Linked DNA regions of Sus scrofa: all the other regions are linked to region 1. The links are chromatin contacts, called in public Hi-C maps. All regions are on one chromosome and are shown on one strand. The core of a region is the stretch at or near the end of the contact, and the rest is flanking DNA. Distances in the headings are between cores, read along the strand shown.

Region 1 (4,090 bases), core at 1,116-3,615:
ACATGCTTGCCAGCGCCTGTCTCACTGAAGAAGGTGTTGAAGGAGTCATCTCCTCCCCCAATGGTCTTGTCACTCGGCATCTGGCCATCGGGCTGGATGCCGTGTTCCAGGCAGTAGAGCTCCCAGCAGGCATTGCCGATCTGGACACCAGCTTGGCCAACGTGGATGGAGATGCACTCACGCTGTGGGAAGGAAAAGAGAAAAATTGTAAAATTAGGCTGTACTAGCATTTTCAATTTTCAGTATATTTCTAAAACTTTCTAGTAATAAATATTCTTCAAATTTATTTCAGGTCATATTCATAAAACAATAGAAATGATTATAGAAAAGCACCTGCTACCAATGCTGCAGATGGGTGTGGTCTGAATAATAATAATGTTGCACTGTTTAGCACATGGTGCAAGCCCATTGTTCCAACAGCCATTCTTGAATAGAAGTTTTTTCATATTTAAAAAATATTCAAAGCACAGATTTTGTAAAATGAAGTAAACTCAATCACTAATTAATTGGAATCAATATTACTGCCTCCTTCCCCTTTAAAGATGAGAGTTTCTTCTAAATAGGACTTGGTATTCCAAGATGGACATCTGTACTGCAGCTGAGGCTAGAAGCCACACCCTTTTGCAGTCTCTCTGCAGAATCCATCATTTCTAGCTGTTTAGAAGCTAAATAAGGACTGCCTGCCTCCTGCATTGCATTGCTGCATTGCTGCTTTTGCTGTGCCTGGTGCCAGCCTGTACTGTCTGCTACATTATTTAACAGAGCAAGCTCTATTTCCAGCAATTGCCTACATGATCTCATTGTGCTATTCTGCCAGTTTTCCTCCTCTGACCCAGTCTGGGACCATATGGCTAAACTGAAATGAATTAATGAAGATGCACCAGAACAAAAGACAGCTGGACAAGAGTATAGATCTTCTTTGCAACATTTTCACTACTTAAAAAATTTTTTTTTCCAGAATCTTCTCCACTGCAAAAAACTGAAAAAAATCATTAATATCTTAAAAACAACAGTTCTTAAATTAGAAATAGTACAGTTCTTAAATTAGAAATAGTACATGTGAAGCTACCACAGAATAAACGCCCAATGAAAGGATAATGAAATACGTGTTTAAAATAACAAAACATTTTCAGTCTGAGATTCTCTATCACAGAGTAGTCATTACATTCAATAGGAAGTGTCTTCCCTATGGCCTTCAAGGCTACAACTTCCTTTGTCTCTCCATTGTCTATTCACTGACAAAAGGGGGGGTAGGGGTGGTGGCCGGGAAGGGCGTTTCCCTGGGTCCTCAGCATTGGGGGCACCCTGGCTCGCAAAATCTGCTTTCTCCCTCGATGAACGGGAGACAGACACATAGGAGTTAGGACCGGGCGGCCCCATACCAAACGTTAAAGGGCCTGTCAAGTGAATTGTGGTTTGGTTCCTCCAGAAAAAAAAATATTTAAGTTTTAACAGTGAATGAAAAAAATCTTTTAACGCGTACGGCTCTGCAATGATGAAAGGCTTATTAAAAGTCTTCTGACTGAGGAGGCTTAGCGAGGGCGAACCCCGCCCAGGGGCTCCAAGGCCAGAGAAGCAAGAAACAAACAACTCCGCCCCTGCGCCGCCTTGACGCCGGCCGCCACCAGATCCAACAGAAACTAACCATTTTCCCCGTTAATATACGGGTATCTTTCTAAAACGCAGACGAACTGGCGAGGGATCTTTTAACACTAACCGGAGGCTCTGCTTTGTCCCTGTCCTTCTCTCCCCTCTTCTTTCCAGCTACACCCACCGATCCCAGTCTTTTGGTTCGACGCCTCCTCTCCCTGCCCCTGGAGAACAACGCGAGGAAGGGCCCCTCCTAAGCATACGAATACCGTGCTCACACAAGGAGGGCTGAGCGGGCGACGCCAAGATCGCCTTCCCTGTCCCAGACCCTTTCATCACCGGCAGATGGGCTGCTTGAGGCTCGGAAGGGCTCGGATAACAAAAACTCCCTCTGCGCCGCCTTTGTTCGTTCTGCTGTGCCCTGGACGCAATTCTGGCTGGACTCCTGAACCCGCACTGCGGCTTCGGCCGCGGCCGGGCTCAAGGATTTGGAGCAGACAAAGCTAAACCTTGCGAACAAAGCCAAAAGCTATCCTTATCTAACAAGTTGTAAAGGAAATAGGGCTTAAGAATTTCCAAGTAGATCCTTAGAGGCTGACCCCACCCAACGGTCACAAAGAGCCAGAGAAAACATTCTTACCATAGTTGCTGTTTTGCGGCGCCGAGCAGATGGCGGAGAAGAGAGGTTGTTGCTTCTTACAGCGCGACTCTTAAGCGGTCGATGTAAGAGAACCTGCGGCACATGGGCGGACGCAGCTCCCTATATACAACTCGGTCACCATGGGGATGGGCAGGGGCCTTTTCCTGTTGGTCCAGACCCCTCAATCTGCCCAGAGAAGCCACGGCAGGAGAGTGGTGATTGGTGCAGGAGACATGGGATGAGGTAATCTCTCCCCCACCCCTTTTTCCCTAGCATCCATAGACTGTTTGCATCCTTCAGACAAAGAGACCGTGCAAAAACAGTCAGCGAGCATCCATTATGGGGTGGGGTTGCGAAGGGGTGGGGGAGGAGAGAAAGAATAGGAGTTGGATGATTTTATATTGTCTAAACCTCAAACTACAGTTAAAATGACCAATTTAAGAGGTTTATTTTAAACAACATTTAATCGCAGAATTTGTGTTGAGATGAAATATTTAATGCAAAATTACTCCCAGAACCTCTCTCAAAGTATACTGAACTACATTTGGTGAGGATTCAACATCTCTAATTGCTTTAAGAATAAATTAGAAGAGAAGATAGGATGATGCTTAAAATGGCTTAGGAAAATGTGATTTTTTTTAATTTTAAAAGAATTCAATAATAGAGCCATCCAAAATGATTTCTCAGGTTCAAGTAATTTATTTTCTGACCTTCCTTTACACCTCTCCCCCAAATAGCTAAACAAAAGCAGAAATGGAAAGAATAACCATACTAAATATGGAGGCACACAAGTAGTTCTAACATGAAGATAATTAAAATCTAATGAACATACCATATTTAGTCTTTTAGAAATATTCTTTTATCAGAAGTCTATGTAATATATTTTATGTAGTATAATGTTCCTTAAAATGAATCATCTTTCCTAATATATAACTGAGAAAATACAAGGAGAAATAATTGAGTTCAGAAGCTAGTACTACCTGTGCATGTAGTTATATTATTCTGTCTTCTGAAAAGAGAAAAGTTACTGAGACACCAAATTAAAAAGGAGGAGAGCTGTATAATGTAAAAAAGACCATTTTGTAATACCGTCTCCTTCCACAGACAACTGTGTAGATATTAGCTCAATAACTGTGTTTCTTTTTTATGTGGTTCGTATGTGAATTTGGTAAATTTTATCACTCTAAGATTGTATTTCTAACTGTGGGAACTGTAACCAGCCTAATACTGTTGCTATCCAACTGGACTTCTGGTGGTTGCTCAGTTGCCTCTTGGGACAAAAGACTTTGCTTTTACCCCTAGGAAATGGATTGCAGTAACATTCTTTTGCTATTTAGAAAGGTTCCATTATCATTAAGGACGTGCTATGCAGAATATAATTCTGGACCGGGTACCATTTGACATAGCTAATGAAGTTTCAGAAGTAAAAAGATTTGTTATGGCCACTGAAGTTGAAAATTTATATTTTGGCAGATAATTTTTCCTTTCGTTTTTTAGCAACAGATTTTCAGGGTCTGCAGCACCATTTATAGTGCTCTGCAGAGCCCATTCATTCCTGCTGGGCTGGCAGGCAGAGCTGGGCGTGGGAGGGAGGGACTTGAGACAGCTGGTGCAGGTTATGGTGTGACAATGGTGGCCACGGATTTCTCTAGCCTGCCAGCCATAGCTCTGCTTTACTTGTTCAAATAAGCCGCAGTAATGTTCTCTAGGAAAAAATGAATCCTGACACAACAAATAATTGTATCTACTTCTTGTGTATTTTATAGGAAAAATAGTATTTATTATCTCTACCCTTTAGCAAATAAAAATATATTTCAGTAAAGAGAATTAAGGATGACCTGAATTTTTTTTTTTCCTGAA
Region 2 (4,188 bases), core at 1,261-3,760, 47 kb after region 1:
TGCTCAGGACAAAATAGCTGATATTTAATGAGCAAATAAAATCCCAAGGGAATAAGGATCGTCTTAAAGAGCCTGATGATGTCATGTAAAGAGACTGAAGGTACTTTATTTTGGGGAGCAAGTTCCAGGAAATGAACCTATAGTATTTCTAAAATGTCAGCCTAGTCCTCAGATCAGTAAGCTTTCTCTGACCAACAAAGTCCATTTTCTGTTGTGTATGCAAGCTCATTCCAGCCAAAACTGAAATTCCAACTGGATATAAAAGGCCACCTCAGCTGTCAAGCACAGAAGCCATGTGTGACTTTTGGTTTAAAAATCAGTCGAGGGAACAGATGCTGTGAGTGCTTGGGGAGTGGCAGGCCTATTCCTGATACAAGAACAAACACCCTTTGTCTTAATTCCACAGTTAAGTCAGGAATAGACAATTTTGAATGCTTTTACCTTTAAAGGAACTATGTTATATAATTCTTATGAGAAAAAAATCACCTATAGTATAAAAAGGTGTGATTTCTCAGAAAGCCTTTCCACAGCTGAAGAGATTTCTTAATAGACAAAGGAATTTGATCATTAAATCATGTGTCTGTGAGGAAGAGATTCTTAAGAGTAAGGCACAGGACATCTATTATTAGGTTAAGTAGGATTCAAAACACTGTCTCTACTCCCCCTTTCTGAAGGTGACCCTTTAGTTTTTATTTGATAGAGGCACCTTTCTGAACTTTTTGCCTAGAAACCCAGGATAAAACCTACAGCCTGTTAGAATTCTAAAAAGAGTTTGACCTTGCATTTTACAGTCAGTGTTCAGGGCTCCAAAAATATGCTGTCCAATATTTATTGGGAATTAACTTATTTTACCCTCCTCCAAGAGGTGAACGCAGCTGGTATATGAGACTTCAGAGAGAGCTCAGTTTCCAAGGAGGAACAAAGAGAAAGTAGGCACCCTCCCCCTCAGAGAAGCCACTTGGCTTTGTCTGAGCCTACTCCCTCTGAGCACTGCAGCAGGAGAGGCTCAAAGCTGTGGCCCTGCTGATTAGTTGAATAACACTTGGTTCAGCAGTCCTGGGGATGTGTGGAGATGTGTGCTTGCCTGCACAATATTAATGTTATCAGCTGCCCTGTTCATGTGTCCTCTCCCCGAAGGAGGAGTAACACTTAGAGAGATATTCCCCTCCTTATTTCTGTTTCTCTGCAGATAAATAAATGTCAGGCATGTCTTGGATCCTGTCCCTGTTGACTAAGTTACTATATATCCATTACTCCTCTTTGTCCTCCAAACACTGAGCTCTCAGTGTTCATGTGGTAGGATCCAGATTGTGAAGTCTGCAGTGGTTATGTACAGGACTCAGGCCCAACTTTCCTTCTCCAGGATACTCAGGAAGCTTCTGTTCCAGTTGGGTTCCTAATTTCTGGCACTACTGCTCAAAAAGAGAGGGTCTGCTTTGAACCAGAGCCTGTAATTAATGCCTGCAACTATATACCTTGATGGGAGATGGGGCTTTGCATATCAGAGAACAGGAACCTGATAAACAGCATGACTGGTCTAATGAAACTGTCCACCTATGGGCCTTCACTCCCTTACTAGAAAAAAAAAAAAAAAAAAAGATGTGCAATTCTTACACTTAATGCACTGAATATCTGCAAGTGGAAGGGATGAGAAGGTTATTAGTGCATCATTTGGGCATCGTGAAGGACAGGGCTCTGTAGGAGAAAGCATCAGCTTAATGAAGGGCAACATAAAGCTCTATGCAGCATAAAAAGGGGGAAGCTGCGCTTTGGCATCATCTTGCAGGTTACGATTCCAGCAATCGCGCTGGCTCAAGAGCTGAAGCGCAACCGTCATCCTCTTTCTGTGGGCTTCAGCCATAGGGGGAGAAAGGTGGTACCACAATTCTCTCCCAGTGGATGACGATGACGTATTCTAGGCAGATGATTGCGGAGGCTCCTGTCAAATGAGTGAAGAGAAAAAGGAAGTGGGGAGAGGAGGAGGGACTCTAGAAATGGAACTGCAACAGCCCTGGAATAAAAATGAGGGGCTGTAATGAGAAATGATAAGCACAACCACCTTGAAATTCAACCCTCTGCCCGTTTTTTCCGGTTTGCTGCTGGTTACCTCTTTTACTCTTTTGTCAGTAACTTAAAGCAGGATGGGCTAATGAAAAAGAGCTCCATCAGGTTATATTTTTCACTCCTTTATGATTGCTTTAAATAATAATTATACCATAAAATTCAAAGCCAATCTTTAGCTTTAGGAAACATTAGCAACAGAAAAGCACTTTGAAACATTGTATCCCAAACCACAAGAGGCCTCTAAAGTTTCTTTTCTCCACAGAAAGACTGGTCTGGTTGTGCCCATTACTTTCAGTTTTGTTGGGGAGGGGGCGTAACGTGCATCTTGAGTGCAAACGTGTTCAGAATGTCTGTTGGGACTAAGTGGTGTGGGGAGCGAAGCCGCAGCCTCTGGCGAGGTCCGAGCTTTCCCCCGTTTCACCAGCAGGCGGCCCTGTTTCCAGGGCGCCCGCGACCGCCGCCCCGCCCGCCTCCAAGGTCACTTCCGCTGCGGCCCCGCGAGGCTACTCCCCCTGCCACGCCTTGCTTGTTTTTTTTTTTTTTTTTTGAGGCCGCCTTTCTTTACCCAGCACTGTCTACTAACATCTTTGAACCATTGTGCTCTTGTGACAATTTATGCTACTTGAAAGCTTGCTTCTTGAGTCCTTTGAAAGAGCGGAAATTCTTAAAATCAAATAAAATGTATTTGGGATTGCGTAATCACTGATTTTTTTTACAATATCTCAAATGCATTTCAACTTAGTCAAATAAAAAGAGCCCCTGAGCTAACAGAGAAGGCAATATATGTTGAAAAATGGAATGCTTAAAAAACAAAAAAGCAAACTCCTCTTCCTGTTTATTCAGACTCTTCCGCAGATTTAGAGAACAGGCCGCGAAAATTCAGCTGCGGCGCCATCTGCTGGAAGTGGCGCGACACTGCAAGACCTTGCTGGGGAAGGTTGCAGGTGAAGGTCTGGCCTTCTGCCCAAGGAAGGCCTGCCACCAAGGTAGGTAGCATTCACGTGCAGTTGACTTATCTAAAAAGAGACTAACTTTTGGAGTTCCCTTTGTGGCGCAGCGGAAACGAATCTGACTGGGATCCATGAGGATGCAGGATCGCTCCCTGGCCTTGCTCAGTGGGTTAAGGATCCAGCGTTGCTTTGAGCTGTGGTGTAGGTCGAAGTCGCAGCTTGGATCTGGCATTGCTGTGGCTGTGGAGTAGGCCGGCGGCTACAGTTCCAATTGGTCCCTAGCCTGGGAACCTCCCTGTGCCAAAAAAAAAAAAAAATAGAAGAAACTAACTTGACCCGCTACAAGAAATGGCCTCAGGAGTTCCTGTCATGGCTCAGTGGTTAATGAATTGGACTAGGAACCATGAGATTGAGGGTTCAATCCCTGGCCTTCCTCAGTGGGTTAAGGATATGGCATTGCTGTGAGCTGTGGTGTAGCTTGCAGAGGTGGCTCGGATCCCACATTGCTGTGGCTCTGGCGTAGGCCAGTGGCTATAGCTCTGATTAGACCCCTAGCCTGGGAACCTCCATATGCCGCAGGAGCGGCCCTAGAAAAGGCAAAAAGATCCCCCCCCCCCCGCAAAAAAAATGGCCTCAGTTTTGAGGAGCCCTCCAGCCTAAATGAACTGGCATATGTTATAGGGGTGTTCTCATAGGAAAACCTGGAGCTTTGGAAGAGGAGGTTTAACTCATTTCATTACATCTGTACAGTTTGCAGGTGCAATGCTGAAAACTAAAACTCTATTTTCCATCAAGGCACACAGGGAAGTATCAGGAACAGAAGTCACAATGTATTTGTTCTCTTGAATGGAACTGATTTTGCTGAATGGAAGGAATTTTAAAGGATGAAGAGGGTGACAGAAATAAAATTAACCTGGGAGTAGGGAGGTATTAAAAATGTGGTTTTGGCCATGGTGTGATATAAGGTCAGTAAGCCCTGCTATCATTTTCCAAACTCTTAAGTCAGTTCTGATTTACTTGATGATTTTTCTATTTAGGAGACTTCGGGCCCTTTCCACACAAAAGTCTAAACCCATTTGCAAACCCATTTATATACATACTTGAGCACAAATCTCAATTCACCATTACTGGAAACTTTGTTAAATGCCATAGTCTGAAAATGCTTGGGGCACTG
Region 3 (3,948 bases), core at 649-3,148, 53 kb before region 1:
AGTCAAACATTAGCTGACCACCTACTCCTTTTACCATTACAACATCCCTTGGAGAAAGGTACTGTGATTAGCATTTTAGAGATTAGAAATGGTGAAAGGTTGTCACACAGCTAAGGGTTGCAGGTTACCTTCCTGTGACCTTGATATATGTACTGTTTGGGAAGTCTCATCTTCATGGAATTAAACCCTTCCTCTAAAATGGAGGGAGGAGTTCCCGTCGTGGCTCAGTGCTTAATGAATCCGACTAGGAACCATGAGGTTGCAGGTTCGATCCCTGGCCTTGCTCAGTGAGTTAAGGATCTGAGTTAAGGTTGACGATCTGGTGTTGCCGTGAGCTGTGGTGTAGGTTGCAGCCGCGGCCCGGATCCTGCGTTGCTGTGGCTCTGGTGTAGGCCGGAGGCTACAGTTCCAATTCAACCCCTAGCTTGGGAACCACCCAATATGCCGTGGGAGCGGCCCAAGAAAATGGCAAAAAGACAATAAATAAATAAATAAATAAATAAATAAATAAATAAATAAAATGGAGGTAGCAGGCAATACATGGAAACACAAAAGAAGGACTAAGTTCACAACGCTCCCCACTGAAGAATAAGAGTGCAATTTTTCCTGCAGGGAAATACAGTAATGGTAATTTATTTTATTTTATTATTTTATTTTTTTGGTCTTTTTTGCCATTTCTTGGGCCGCTCCCGTGACATATGGAGGTTCCCAGGCTAGGGGTCTAATCAGAGCTGTAGCCGCTGGCCTACATCAGAGCCACTGCAATGCGGTTTCCAAGCCGAGTCGGCAACCTACACCATAGCTCATGGCAACACCAGATCCTTAACCCACGGAGCAAGGCCAGGGATCGAACACACAACCTCATGGTTCCTAGTCAGATTCCTTAACCACTGAGCCACAACGGGAACTCCTAAGAGTGCAATTCTAAAGGCCTAGGCTAGTTAGTCTCGTTACTATCTGAGCAAGAGTCAGGGGCAGAATTAACAACTGAATTCTGTGCTCTTGTAACTTCTGCTGGGCAAGTTACTTTTATCTCTTTTCTCTTTCCCCAGTGATTTGCAGTAGAACCTTGGGAAATAAAAAGCATAAACTTTGGAATTCCCTGGTGGCCTGGTGGTTGAGACTTGGTACATTCACTGCTGCACTGCTATGGCCTGAGTTCAATCCCTGGTCTGGGAATGAGATCCCACATCAAGTGGCCATACACCACAGCAAAAAACAAAGCAAAACAAAACAAAAAAACGTATGCGTATATATATATACGTATTTGTGTGTATATATCTTTGTCTTTGATAGTAGCAAGATAATGAGAGGACCTGAAGAGCTGATTTCCCTTTAGCTGGCCTACGCCAGAGCCACAAGAATGTGGGATCTGAGCCTCATCTGCAAGCCATCTGCAAGCCAGATCCTTAACCCACTGATTGAGTCCAGGGATCAAACCTGCGTTCTCGTGGATGCTAGTCAAATTCGTTTCTGCTGAGCCACAACAGGAACTCAAAGTACTTTAAATGATCTTGTTAAAACACACATATATTTGATCTGTCTCAGCTCAAAACCCCTCTAAAGCAATCCATTTACACTTAAAATTCACCTGCCTTGGAGTTCCCTTCGTGTCTCAGCAGTTAACGAACCCGACTAGCATCCACGAGGACTCGGTTCAATCCCTGGACTTGCTCAGTGGGTTGGGGATCCAGCATTGCCGTGAGCTGTGGTAGTGGGTTGCAGATTCAGCCTGGATCCCAAGTTGCTGTGGCTCCGGTGTAGGCCAGCGGCTACAGCCCTGATTGAATCCCTAGCCAGTGTGGTCCTAAAAAGACAAAAAAAAAAAAAAAAAAAATTCACCTGCCTTAAAGTAAGCCTACAAAGCCCTCAGGGGTAATAAAATGTTGGCCTCTTGGCTGTGTCAAATGTGCTGTGTTTTGTTTGGCTCACTGAATTTTTAACAAGGATGAGCAAATATTTAAAAATCAGGAGGGGGATTTCCCATCATGGTGCCGTGGAAACGAATCCAACTAGGAACCATGAGGTTGCAGGTTCTATTCCCGGCATCGATCAGTGGATTAAGGATCTGGCGTTGCTGTGAAATGTGGTAGGTGGCAGACACAGCTTGGATCTGATGTTACTGTGACATAGGGGGGGTGCAGCCAAAAAATAATTATGATTAAAAAAAAAATCAGGAGATGGGAGTTCCCATTGTGGCTCAGTGGGTTAAAGACCCGACATTGTCTCTATGAGGATGGAGGTTCAATCCCTGGCCTTGCTCAATGGGTTAAGAATCCAGTGTTGCCATGGCTGTGGCATAGGCCCCAGTTGCAGTTCCCAGTCAGGAACTTCCATAAGTTCAGTGCAGCAGTTAAAAAAAAAAGAAATCAGGAGATGACACCTTAAACATTCACATTTCAGTGTGTTAAATGGAAGAAATAGACGATCTGGGAGTTCCTGCTGTGGCACATGGGATTGGCAGAGTCTCCATAGTGCCAGGATACAGGTTCTGTCCCCAGCTCAGCACAGTGGGTTCAAGGATCCTGTGTTACCACAGCTGCATTGTCATAGGTTACAACTGCAGCTCAGATCTGATCCCTGGCCCAGGAACTCCATATGCTATGGGGTGGCCAAAAAAGAAAGAAAACAAACAAACAAAAACTCAGAAGATCTGGACAACAAGGACCTCTGGCTCTGGAGACTGGGCAGGATGTGCTCCAGCCTCCCACAGCCTCTGTCACTTGGGTGAACACTTAATACCTCACCAGTTCTTCTATTTGCATTGTCAGCCCAGCTTGGCATTTGAGTTTGGGACCTGTGAGCTAGCTCCTCTTTACTGCTTCAACTTGGCACCATCTTCACCCTGAGCTTTGGTAAATTCCTGGTGGACCCTGCCAAGCTCTTTCCTTCCCTGGGGTTCTGCACTTGCTGTTTTCTCTTACAACCGAATCTGACCTGGAACCATGAGGTTGCGGGTTTGATCCCTGGCCTCACTCAGTGGGTTAAGGATTTGGCATTGCTGTGAGCTGTGGTGTAGGTCGCAGACGCAGCTCGGATCCTGTGTTGATGTGGCTGTGGCATAGGCCAGCAGCTGTAGTTCCAACTGGACTCCTAGCCTAGGAACCTCCATATGCTGCGGTTGTGGCCTTAAAAAGCAAAAAAAAAAGAAGAAGAAGAAGAAGAAGATAACCCTTAGCCTGGGAACTTCTGTAAGCCGCAGGGTGTGTCCCTAAAAATGAAAAAAAAAAAAAAAAAAAAAAAAGCTAGGTTCTGTTTCTAGCACTATCATCCTGGGCTATACTTTATCTCATTTACAAAACTAGAAGACCCTTAAGATTGCTTCCAAATCTATAATATTCACAGTCTTTTACAGTTTACAAAGGGCTGTGACACTGTCCACGTCACAGGCAATTATATCTGATTCTTTTAACAATTGGCTAACAAAGATTCTGCTTAGCGAATTATCTGCAGAATGTACAACTGAAATAAAATTTAAGAGGCACAATATCAAGAAACAAATGAACACAGACCTGCATCGTATAAGACAAGCTTGAGCTCAAAACTGAGAGAAACAGTCTGGAAGACTTCCCTTGAGAAAGTAGTTTTGAGTCCAGCAGCAGTCCAGTTTATTTGCACAAGTCCTTGAGTCCTTGTTTACAATCCATTGGAAGCACAATAACTTTCTTTCTATTGCCTATGTTTACCACTGGTGCAAGTTTCTCTATTTACTGAATTAACACTTAGAACTCTGTGCAAAGATACTACACAATCTCTTTTTAGGCTTACCAAATCTCCCTTTGTCCAAATCCTGTCTACTTCCCAAGGCTCAACCCAAATATCTTTTCTCTATCTCTCTCTCTTTTTGTTGTTGTTGTTGTTCTTTTTTAAGACTGCACCCACAGCATATGGAGGTTTCCTGGCTAGGGGTCAAATCAGAGCTGTAGCCAGCCTACACCACAGCCACAG

Evidence for each region. Hi-C and Micro-C count contacts between places; a contact is called where the count stands out from the background.
Region 2: a contact with region 1 is called in a Hi-C map of brain, with 6 times the contacts expected there. The contact joins the enhancer-like site here to the promoter of TUBA1A in region 1. A contact is called at or near these places in 8 of 47 Hi-C or Micro-C datasets (brain, embryonic fibroblasts, fetal skeletal muscle and 3 more) and 2 of 2 datasets of contacts at active chromatin or transcription factors (alveolar macrophages and skeletal muscle).
Region 3: a Hi-C map of epiblast stem cells shows a contact between it and region 1, with 2.1 times the contacts expected there. The contact joins the promoter of LMBR1L here to the promoter of TUBA1A in region 1. A contact is called at or near these places in 3 of 47 Hi-C or Micro-C datasets (epiblast stem cells, heart right ventricle and skeletal muscle) and 2 of 2 datasets of contacts at active chromatin or transcription factors (alveolar macrophages and skeletal muscle).

What each region holds. Positions count from the first base shown.
Region 1 is chr5:15,187,846-15,191,935 of Sscrofa11.1, forward strand. It overlaps TUBA1A (tubulin alpha 1a), which reads right to left and starts at 2,366. Exons shown (of 4, transcript NM_001315710.1): 1 at 2,231-2,366; 2 at 1-182. The coding sequence starts at 2,233. All of the region lies in intron 1 of LOC100127131 (tubulin alpha-1C chain), which reads left to right.
Region 2 is chr5:15,235,046-15,239,233 of Sscrofa11.1, forward strand. LOC100127131 (tubulin alpha-1C chain) reads left to right here. Exons shown (of 6, transcript XM_013988248.2): 3 at 2,908-3,050. Among named protein-coding and RNA genes, the nearest start is that of PRPH, 46 kb to the right of the region's middle. Within about 2 kb of position 2,511, at least 51 of the 83 cell types and tissues checked have an H3K27ac peak or open chromatin away from gene starts, as enhancers often do. A contact at or near this core is called in alveolar macrophages, brain, fetal skeletal muscle and 3 more, where this site is marked.
Region 3 is chr5:15,135,727-15,139,674 of Sscrofa11.1, forward strand. It overlaps LMBR1L (protein LMBR1L), which reads right to left and starts at 1,899. Exons shown (of 16, transcript XM_021091595.1): 1 at 1-1,899.